Regions from separate parts of the Zea mays genome. Here region 1 is linked to region 2. A link is a contact called in public HiChIP or PLAC-seq data. All regions are on one chromosome and are shown on one strand. Each heading gives the region's core, a stretch centred on a gene start, on an enhancer-like site or on the middle of the called end of the contact. The rest is flanking DNA. Distances are from core to core; before and after follow the strand shown. Region 1 holds the start of LOC100282383 (nucleic acid binding protein). Region 2 holds the start of LOC103638924 (probable serine/threonine-protein kinase cdc7).

The links. HiChIP or PLAC-seq counts read pairs in DNA pulled down with a chosen protein or histone mark.
Region 1: an H3K4me3 HiChIP or PLAC-seq map of leaf shows a contact between it and region 2, with 4 times the contacts expected there. The contact joins the promoter of LOC100282383 here to the promoter of LOC103638924 in region 2. A contact is called at or near these places in 5 of 25 Hi-C or Micro-C datasets (bundle sheath, ear, leaf and 1 more) and 1 of 3 datasets of contacts at active chromatin or transcription factors (leaf).

What each region holds. Positions count from the first base shown.
Region 1 is chr9:120,531,570-120,535,357 of Zm-B73-REFERENCE-NAM-5.0, forward strand. It overlaps LOC100282383 (nucleic acid binding protein), which reads left to right and starts at 2,237. Exons shown (of 6, transcript NM_001155294.2): 1 at 2,237-2,655; 2 at 3,460-3,715. The coding sequence starts at 2,398.
Region 2 is chr9:120,269,634-120,273,601 of Zm-B73-REFERENCE-NAM-5.0, forward strand. LOC103638924 (probable serine/threonine-protein kinase cdc7) reads left to right here and starts at 2,098. Exons shown (of 15, transcript XM_008661715.4): 1 at 2,098-2,806; 2 at 2,912-2,985; 3 at 3,483-3,968. The coding sequence starts at 2,125.

The DNA of each region.
Region 1 (3,788 bases), core at 987-3,486, 260 kb after region 2:
ATTGGTCAAGCCAAAGTGAATGAGATATGAGGAATCATGAATTGGCTTGACCATATTACTATTAGTCCATATATGCTTCTATGATAATCAAACTAGAGATTGATTGATCTTAGCATTTATATCTAGATGACATTCAAGCAAAGTTCACAGTATTGAAGAAATGATTCTCTCAATGGATGCTCAATATGATGTGACTCAAGAATGGCTTGATAGGGTGAAGATAGCAAGGAAAGGGCTTCGAGGAACTAAGCGAAGGTGAAGGCCAAGCGATGGCTTGTGGACCGAGGTACCATGGCTAAGGTGAAAAAGAGAGTACTTGCACTAAGTCGATGAACTAATCAACTATGAAGAGTTATAATATGTTGATGCATCAGTAAAGTGACTTGAAGACATGATTTGAACTCATATATGGTGAAATGGTACAAGTCACAGGTTTTGCTTTGTGTTTGCTTCAAAAGGTGAGACAAGGATGTTTGTGATCCTTATGAAGCAACGCCATGGAGAAATCACACATGAGACACCAATTTCTCAAGGAGTTTACTTAATTATATTTTATTTAACTTGAGTATAGGAATCGTCGTACTATCAAGGGGATCCAAAAAGAAGGTTGGTGTTGGTACTAAAGCTCAAAATCCTTGATCTAAAACTTCCATTTTACCCTTGTTAATCCTTAGTGAAAGTATGTAGTACAACCTTTTTAAGTATATCTTGGCCAAAATTGCCCTCTGGAAAATACTGGTTTAGCTGGTTTTCAGGCTGGTTCAGCTGGTATTCAAAAACAGTCAACCGGTTTTTGGACCAGCTCAGCCGGACACTCAGCCGATTTTCAGTCTGGTGGAAACTGGTTCAACCGGTTTTAAAACCGGTTCAACCGGTTTTTGTATTGTTCACTTTTTCTGCCAGTCTGCCGTGTCAGCCAAAAAGTTGTGTGCAGCTTTTTGAAAACCGGTTCAACCGGTTTTGGAACCGGTTCAACCGATTTTTGTGCAGAAAAGTCAAAAACGGCTAGTTTTGGAGCCCCACCTATATATATACTCACTCCTACCTCTCTCCCCCACAGGAGAGCATGACTTGGACTCCATTTCTAACATGAGAGACACCTCCCACTCTCTCACACACACATCTTGCCTCTCACATTTCAAATCTTTGGAGAGAAATCTTTGAGTGAGTTTGAGAGTTGCGGTTTTTGTGCTTCATCTCCAAATCTCTCTTGCTCTTCTTCATTCGAGCTTTGGTACTACATCGAGTTCTTTGTGGATTCATTACTCTTGGAGCTTCTAGCTCCTAGACAACTAGGTGTCGCTTGTGAGTCTCCAAATCTTGTGGAAGACCACAAGAAAGTTTGTATTACCCGTCCGTTTGAGCAAAGATTAGTGTGTGGGCTTGACCTTTGTGGTCGGCAAAGGGAGGATTAGGGTTGAAAGAGACCCGGCTCTTTGTGGGCGCCTCAACGAGGAAGTAGGGCACCTTGGTGGTGTGACCGAACCTCGGGATAAATCTTGTGTCTCTTGTGTTCTTGCTCATTGTGTTTATTTGTGTTCTTCGTTCTCTCACCCTTCCGTGTAAGATTTGTTCATATCTTTTTGGTGTGTGGATTTTGAGAAGTGCCCTTCTTAGATCTACTACTTTGAACCCTGTGGATCAACTTGAACATCTCATTTCCAAAGTTAACTGGGTGGATTTAGAGATAAATTCAGTTTTATATCTCATTCTTTAGTTGAGCTCGTGCAAACCAGTTGAACTGGTTTTGACACCGGTTGAACCGGTTTTACCCAGTTCGTTTCTAGTTTTTGTTGAAAAAGTTTTAACTTGCCTATTCACCCCCCTCTATGCAACTTTCAGTTACATCTATGAATTTTAAGCCTTCTCACATTTAGCAACAACAAAACACTTCATGAATCATTAGCTAAGTTACTTATTCAAGCTAATTACTATTGTATCTTAATCATTATTGCGTAAAATAATGAAGAAACCAAATTTCGGCTCGAGTGCGGGTCACCTGTGGATTGAAATAGAAACCCGCACCTACACCCGTGAAACTTTTAGTCAGGTACAGGTTGCGTCCGCGAGTCAAAATCTTCACCCGTACCTATTGGGTCGGGTATCCATTATGTTTTGGATTTACGGATAAAATTGTCATCCCTAAGGAGCACTTTATTTTTTCTCTGCCACTAAACTTCCGGCCCATCTAACCACGGGCACGAGTTGAGCCCGTGAGAAGCCGAATCGCGAGCCCACCCGGCCAGGGGGCAGATTTCGTGCTCCTCTCCTCCAGTCTCCACCCTCCAGCGCCCTCCACTTGCAGAGGTTCGCGACTCGCGACGCCTCCGCAGCCCCAGCCCCAGCCCCACGCCCCGCGATCCAAACCCTAGCCCCCTCCACCGTACCGCCACCGTCATGGCCGAACCATCCGCCGCCGCCGTCACCGCAGCTGAGGTCGGGGAGGAGTCCGATGCCGCCGCGATGGAGGAGGTCGCGGCGGCCGCGAAGAGGTGGCCGGGGTGGCCCGGGGACAGCGTGTTCCGGCTGGTGGTGCCAGTGCTCAAGGTCGGAAGCATAATCGGGCGGAAGGGCGAGCTCATCAAGCGCCTTGTCGAGGGGACCAAGGCCAGAGTCCGCATCCTCGAGGGCCCCGTCGGCGCCACCGAGCGTATCGTGAGTAGCGCTTTTTTTACTGATGGTTGATGGGTTTATGTCTTCTCTGACGCGAAAGGATGGTAGCAAATTCGAAATATGCTTTATACTATGAATTATTGAGGTTGCTTGGTATTAGGAGCTATTTTTTGTTATTGTTATTTATGTTTTAACTGTCTGAGCTGGCGATAAATGTGAGATACACTCACTGTGTTCTTGGGAAAAAGAAAGTTGGGATGTGCATGATGAGTTCACAAATATCTCAGCGGTGGTGTGGTCTAATTGACTCTCTGCGCTACTGCAAGTGTTTGCTGATTTGGTTATTATCCTAAATAGATAGGACATTATGACGGGAGTGAAAAACAGCTTCTTATGGTTGGAGATTCTGGGCATACTTGCATCGATGTTGTTTCTGTGTGATATTTAGCATGTGCTGTATTTTGTTGTGATGACTGTAAACATCGAAAAAGTTGTATGTATTCAGATGTCAGAATGTTTAATGCTAGTAAAGGAGACAGTTATGTACAGAGGAGGGTATGATTGATGTGAGCCTTCAATATGTTTTTATGCCTATATATGTTGTGCGATACATGTATAGATTTACCATATTGCCATTTGGATTATAATGGTGGATGGTAGCTGTCTTTTTTCTGGCACAATTAAGCTGGGTAACTATCTTCATTGGTTTGTCTCTTGAACAAATTAAAAATCGATATTGTATAGCTCTTTTTTGCTATTCTTGTTTAGCAATATTCTTAATATAGTATCAATGTATCATGTTCTCTTTGGATAATTTCACTGAATCATGGATGTTGGATATTCCAGGTTTTGGTTTCTGGAAAAGAAGATCCAGGCTTGGAGCTATCTCCAGCCATGGATGCTCTCATGAGAGTTTTTAAGCGTGTCATTGGGATAACAGATGGAGCTGCGGAGGGCACTCAGGCTGCTGCTACTCCTGGTGTATGTGCTGCCCGATTGTTGGTTCCTGGAGCTCAGGCAATTAACCTAATTGGGAAGCAAGGTGCCACTATCAAAGCAATCCAGGAGAGCACGGGTGCTACAATACGGGTAATATCAGTAGGTGAGGTGTTTCTCTGGACTGATGTATTGTGTGTTGGTACTTGATACACAGTTAATTTTGTAAATTGGAGTGC
Region 2 (3,968 bases), core at 848-3,347:
GGCTGTGGAGTTGGTATAGGCCATGGTTTTGGAATAGGTATATGTTGCAGTTATTTCAATTATTTAACTTTGTAAATATGTTTGTCCATGTTCTTATAAGAACTATCACCACTCATCTTCAATTATGGTGCGTTGTCTCTAGTTCAGTTTCTTTTACTTGTTTCCCTGTCAAGTGTGAGCAACAGTGTATACATGCTGGCATGTGGCCTTCTCATCTACTCCTCCTCATTTAAAACTAATTGTTCTTACATAATGGTCCTTTGGTTCATTTTCTGTGCCTCAGTTGTGATTCTGCTCATTCATGTGTGTAGTTAGTTCATCTATCCTTTGAACATTTACAACAAAGAAGTTACTCCAATACCTTTTCATGATAATGGAGGAGGCCTCCTTTTCATTTCTTGCAGCTAGCTTTCCATAAGTTGTGTATGGTCATTTCTTCCACTGCTGCAATGTGTTCAGCTGGTTTTTACCACTTACCTTTTCCTGCACCAAGCTGTGAAGTTATTTCCTGTCAGATGAAGCAAAACTAATAAGTATTTATTCAACTTTCAGGAATTGCATTAAAGCCACGGGTGCTTCATGGAATTCAGTCATCTGTTGGGGTACAAATATGAACTGTAGTTTGCCCCAAATTTTCTCTCTTTCATTTTTCAGTGCATTAACATTGATAGTATTAGTTTCCCCCCTAGGAAATTATGTCTAAATGGACATCAAAGCTAAAAGATACCCCTGAGACGCCGTCTTCGTCAAATCCTATGGTTCATTCTTTGTCTAGCAATGAACAAACTCACAACAGCATGTCGATGGATCTAGAGGCTAAGGATGCAGAAAGTAATTTGAACCAAACTTCAAGTTATGAAATGTCAAAAGTGCAATCTACTCAGCCGGAAGCATTGACTGTAAGTCGAACCAAAAAGGTCATTGCCAATTTTCTACAGGATCCACTGTTCCAGAATGATACAAAGGTGGACTTCAGAGATGCCGTACGCACGAAAACATTCTTAAATGTATTATTTGTCCCATTGTAGCTTCAGCTATGACTTTTGCTGCTCAAGTAGAATGAACGATTCTCTCTTTACTCATTTTACAGCCTGGAAATTTGCATGGAATGGATAGTGTACTTCAGTTGGTGAGTTCAGTCACACTTATAATGTTTGCTTGGCAATTCCATTCATTATTCTTGTGTTAGACGTGTTTTACTCATTCATCCCAAGTTTAGCATAAAATGTTCTGCCTCAATTCCTTTAGCTACTAAAAGTTCTCACTACATGTAGGGAGACAGTAGAGAACTACTTGGTGATTGGTTATTCTTTTTGGTCATATTGTATTTCTGTGAAGAATAGCTCACAATTGATTGTCTTCCTACCAAAATGCAAGCCTACTAACCGGTTCTGCATTTCTTGCACTTCCAGGTACTGAAGCACCAAAAGGTTATTGAGGAACTGCAGGAGGAAAACGAAAATCTGCGTCAGATTCTGATAGAGGAACTTAAGATTTCACCAACCAAATTACAAATAGGTCATAAAAATGGAGTGAAGGCCTACTATCCATGCTCGGACTGCTTTGAATGTCGCCGCAGAAGTCGGAGAACAACCAGATAGCAGTGGGCATTGCCGTTCTTTGGTTGAGCAAAATTTTGGTCGTTTGTTCAGTAGCTTACAGCTGTTGATTTTATTAGAACGATATCCTCTTTGAGAACCTGCAGATGAGCTCTGATTGTTCAGTACAACTGTCATTACTGGTTTTCATTAGCTGTGTGGAGGCAGGGGAGCACTGGCTGGAGCGTTTGCACCCCCCCCCCCCCCCCCCCCCCAAAAAAAAAAATGCATAACTCATTGTTCTTAAGTCTGAATCTACGAAGGACACGGTGCTCTTGTCGCCCTTCGATCCAGATCTACTTATGCACGATTGTACTAATCTTGTAACTGGAGTCATGTGTTACGCAGTGCTGTACCGTATGGTGTATGTATGCTACTCTGTGCAATACCGACGCACAGATTTGAAATAGCAAGGTAGCCATTCAGAGCCGTGTGTGGGCCCCATGTGTAAAACACCCCGATATCGTTCCGCTGCTGCAGTGGTGTGTACACTTGCCGTGTGGGACGTTGCAATTACGAGCCCGAGATGGAAAGCTCGGGCGGGAAACGGGCGCGTCTTCACACCGCGCAGGCATCCGCCGCTCCAAAAAACTTCACTCGCGAACAAATTTTCCCGCCTCCCATTGCCCTCCGATCCACAAAACTCAATAACTCTAAGGACCAAATCGCAAAAGCATATTCCCCTCTTGTGGAACAGAAGAAGCAAGCGAGAGAAGAACACAGCTCCAGGCCAAAACCTCGCCGCCTCGCCGGCCTCCGCCTCAATTCCATGCCTCGCCAATCAGATCCACGCTCCTCGCCCTCTACTATGGACTCCGGCGGGGGGTCCTCAGCGGACATGGAGCTGGCCTGGCACCTTCTCACCGTGCTCATCCGCCTCGGCCGTCCCGCCGCCGCCTCGGAACTCACCGCCGCCGCTACCGTCGCAGCGCCCTCCATCTCGACGCGCGTCGTCAAGCAGATGTGTTGCTTACCTAGGTCACCACTATGGATCTCTGACGACGGCGTCGTGACGCCCTCCGAGACGGCTATCCTGGCGTTTCTGAGGTTCATGGGGTGGGATATCCCGGGGCCTAAGGTGAGCCTGTGGCCTTCGGAGGTGAGGCGGTGGTCGGGAAAGGTGTCCATTAGGTATGAGCGTAAGCGGCAAGGGTCGGATGCAAGGTGCTTCAGCGCGAAGAGGCGCCGACTACTGGCATCGGCCGCAGGTAGTTTAATTTCTTAGAAATGAGATTCACTCTTTCGTGCTGTATGTATGATAGTTCTCGAGGGCTATCCGTTTCTCTGAGCTCATTTCGGGAGCATTTCTGCAGATTTGGTGGAACAAACGGAGCACCAGTCGTGGCAGCTGGTTGCGCAGACCTGTACTACGGCTGCTACTGGAGAGGTATGATGTCTCTTCCCAGTTGTATGCCTGTTCTTTCATGTTCTAAATCAAATATCTCGAATATCCAAATTGCCAACAAATTTTCAATCTAGTCTTATCTGCTTTCATTTGCTTGTAGTTAGTTTGATTGGGCATTTGAAATCATTTCATTTTTGTTTCCCTTTATAGGCCATCTGCGCAAAATAATAGTTCCATAGTGCTTACTGGTTTTTATTAGTAGGCCTGTCACAATTTCGGAGTGGTGTGGTACATCAGTAGAGTAAATGACATGGGAGATAGCTTGAAGTGAATTTTGGGCCTCTCAATCTTCAAGGCATCATTTTCTTTCTTGTTTTTGGTTGACACTAGTTGAGTTGAAATTCATAGTTGTAATGCTCAAATACTAATTGGGACACACATTTTAACAAGGATAATGATGATAAAATTTTTCTGCAGTGTTTTCACATCCATATAAGTTTGTTGTTCACATCTAACATGTTTTGTCATATCCGACTCAGGTACATTTGGAGGTTATGCAAAAGTTGCAGGATAGGCTTCCCAGTCTCGGCACATTTCTCGGTGATCTTCAGCACAAACTTGACCAGCCTCTTAGAGGTGACGATGACTTGGCTATTGGGAACATGTCTTTAGCACTGGTGCCAACAGGTTTTTCAGATTGCCCTTGTTCTGTCAATCTTCCTCCACTGGATGCTGAGAAATTGAGAAACATCAATATGGAAGTTGATGGTAGAAGCAACAAGATTAGTGAATCTGAAACAGTTTCCTTACTTAACAATAGAGTAGAGGATAGTGATGATCTACAAAAAGAGTGTGCCCTTCCCATGGCCAGTCATGATGTTTTAGTTGGAGAATGCAAAAATGGGGCTGATGAATATCTAAATCCTGTTTGCAAAAGTCCTGGCAGTCCGATAGATCATAATATGAAAACGGCTACTAGTATTGAAGCATTTGATATGATTCTCAACCAAGCAGATGCTCTACAA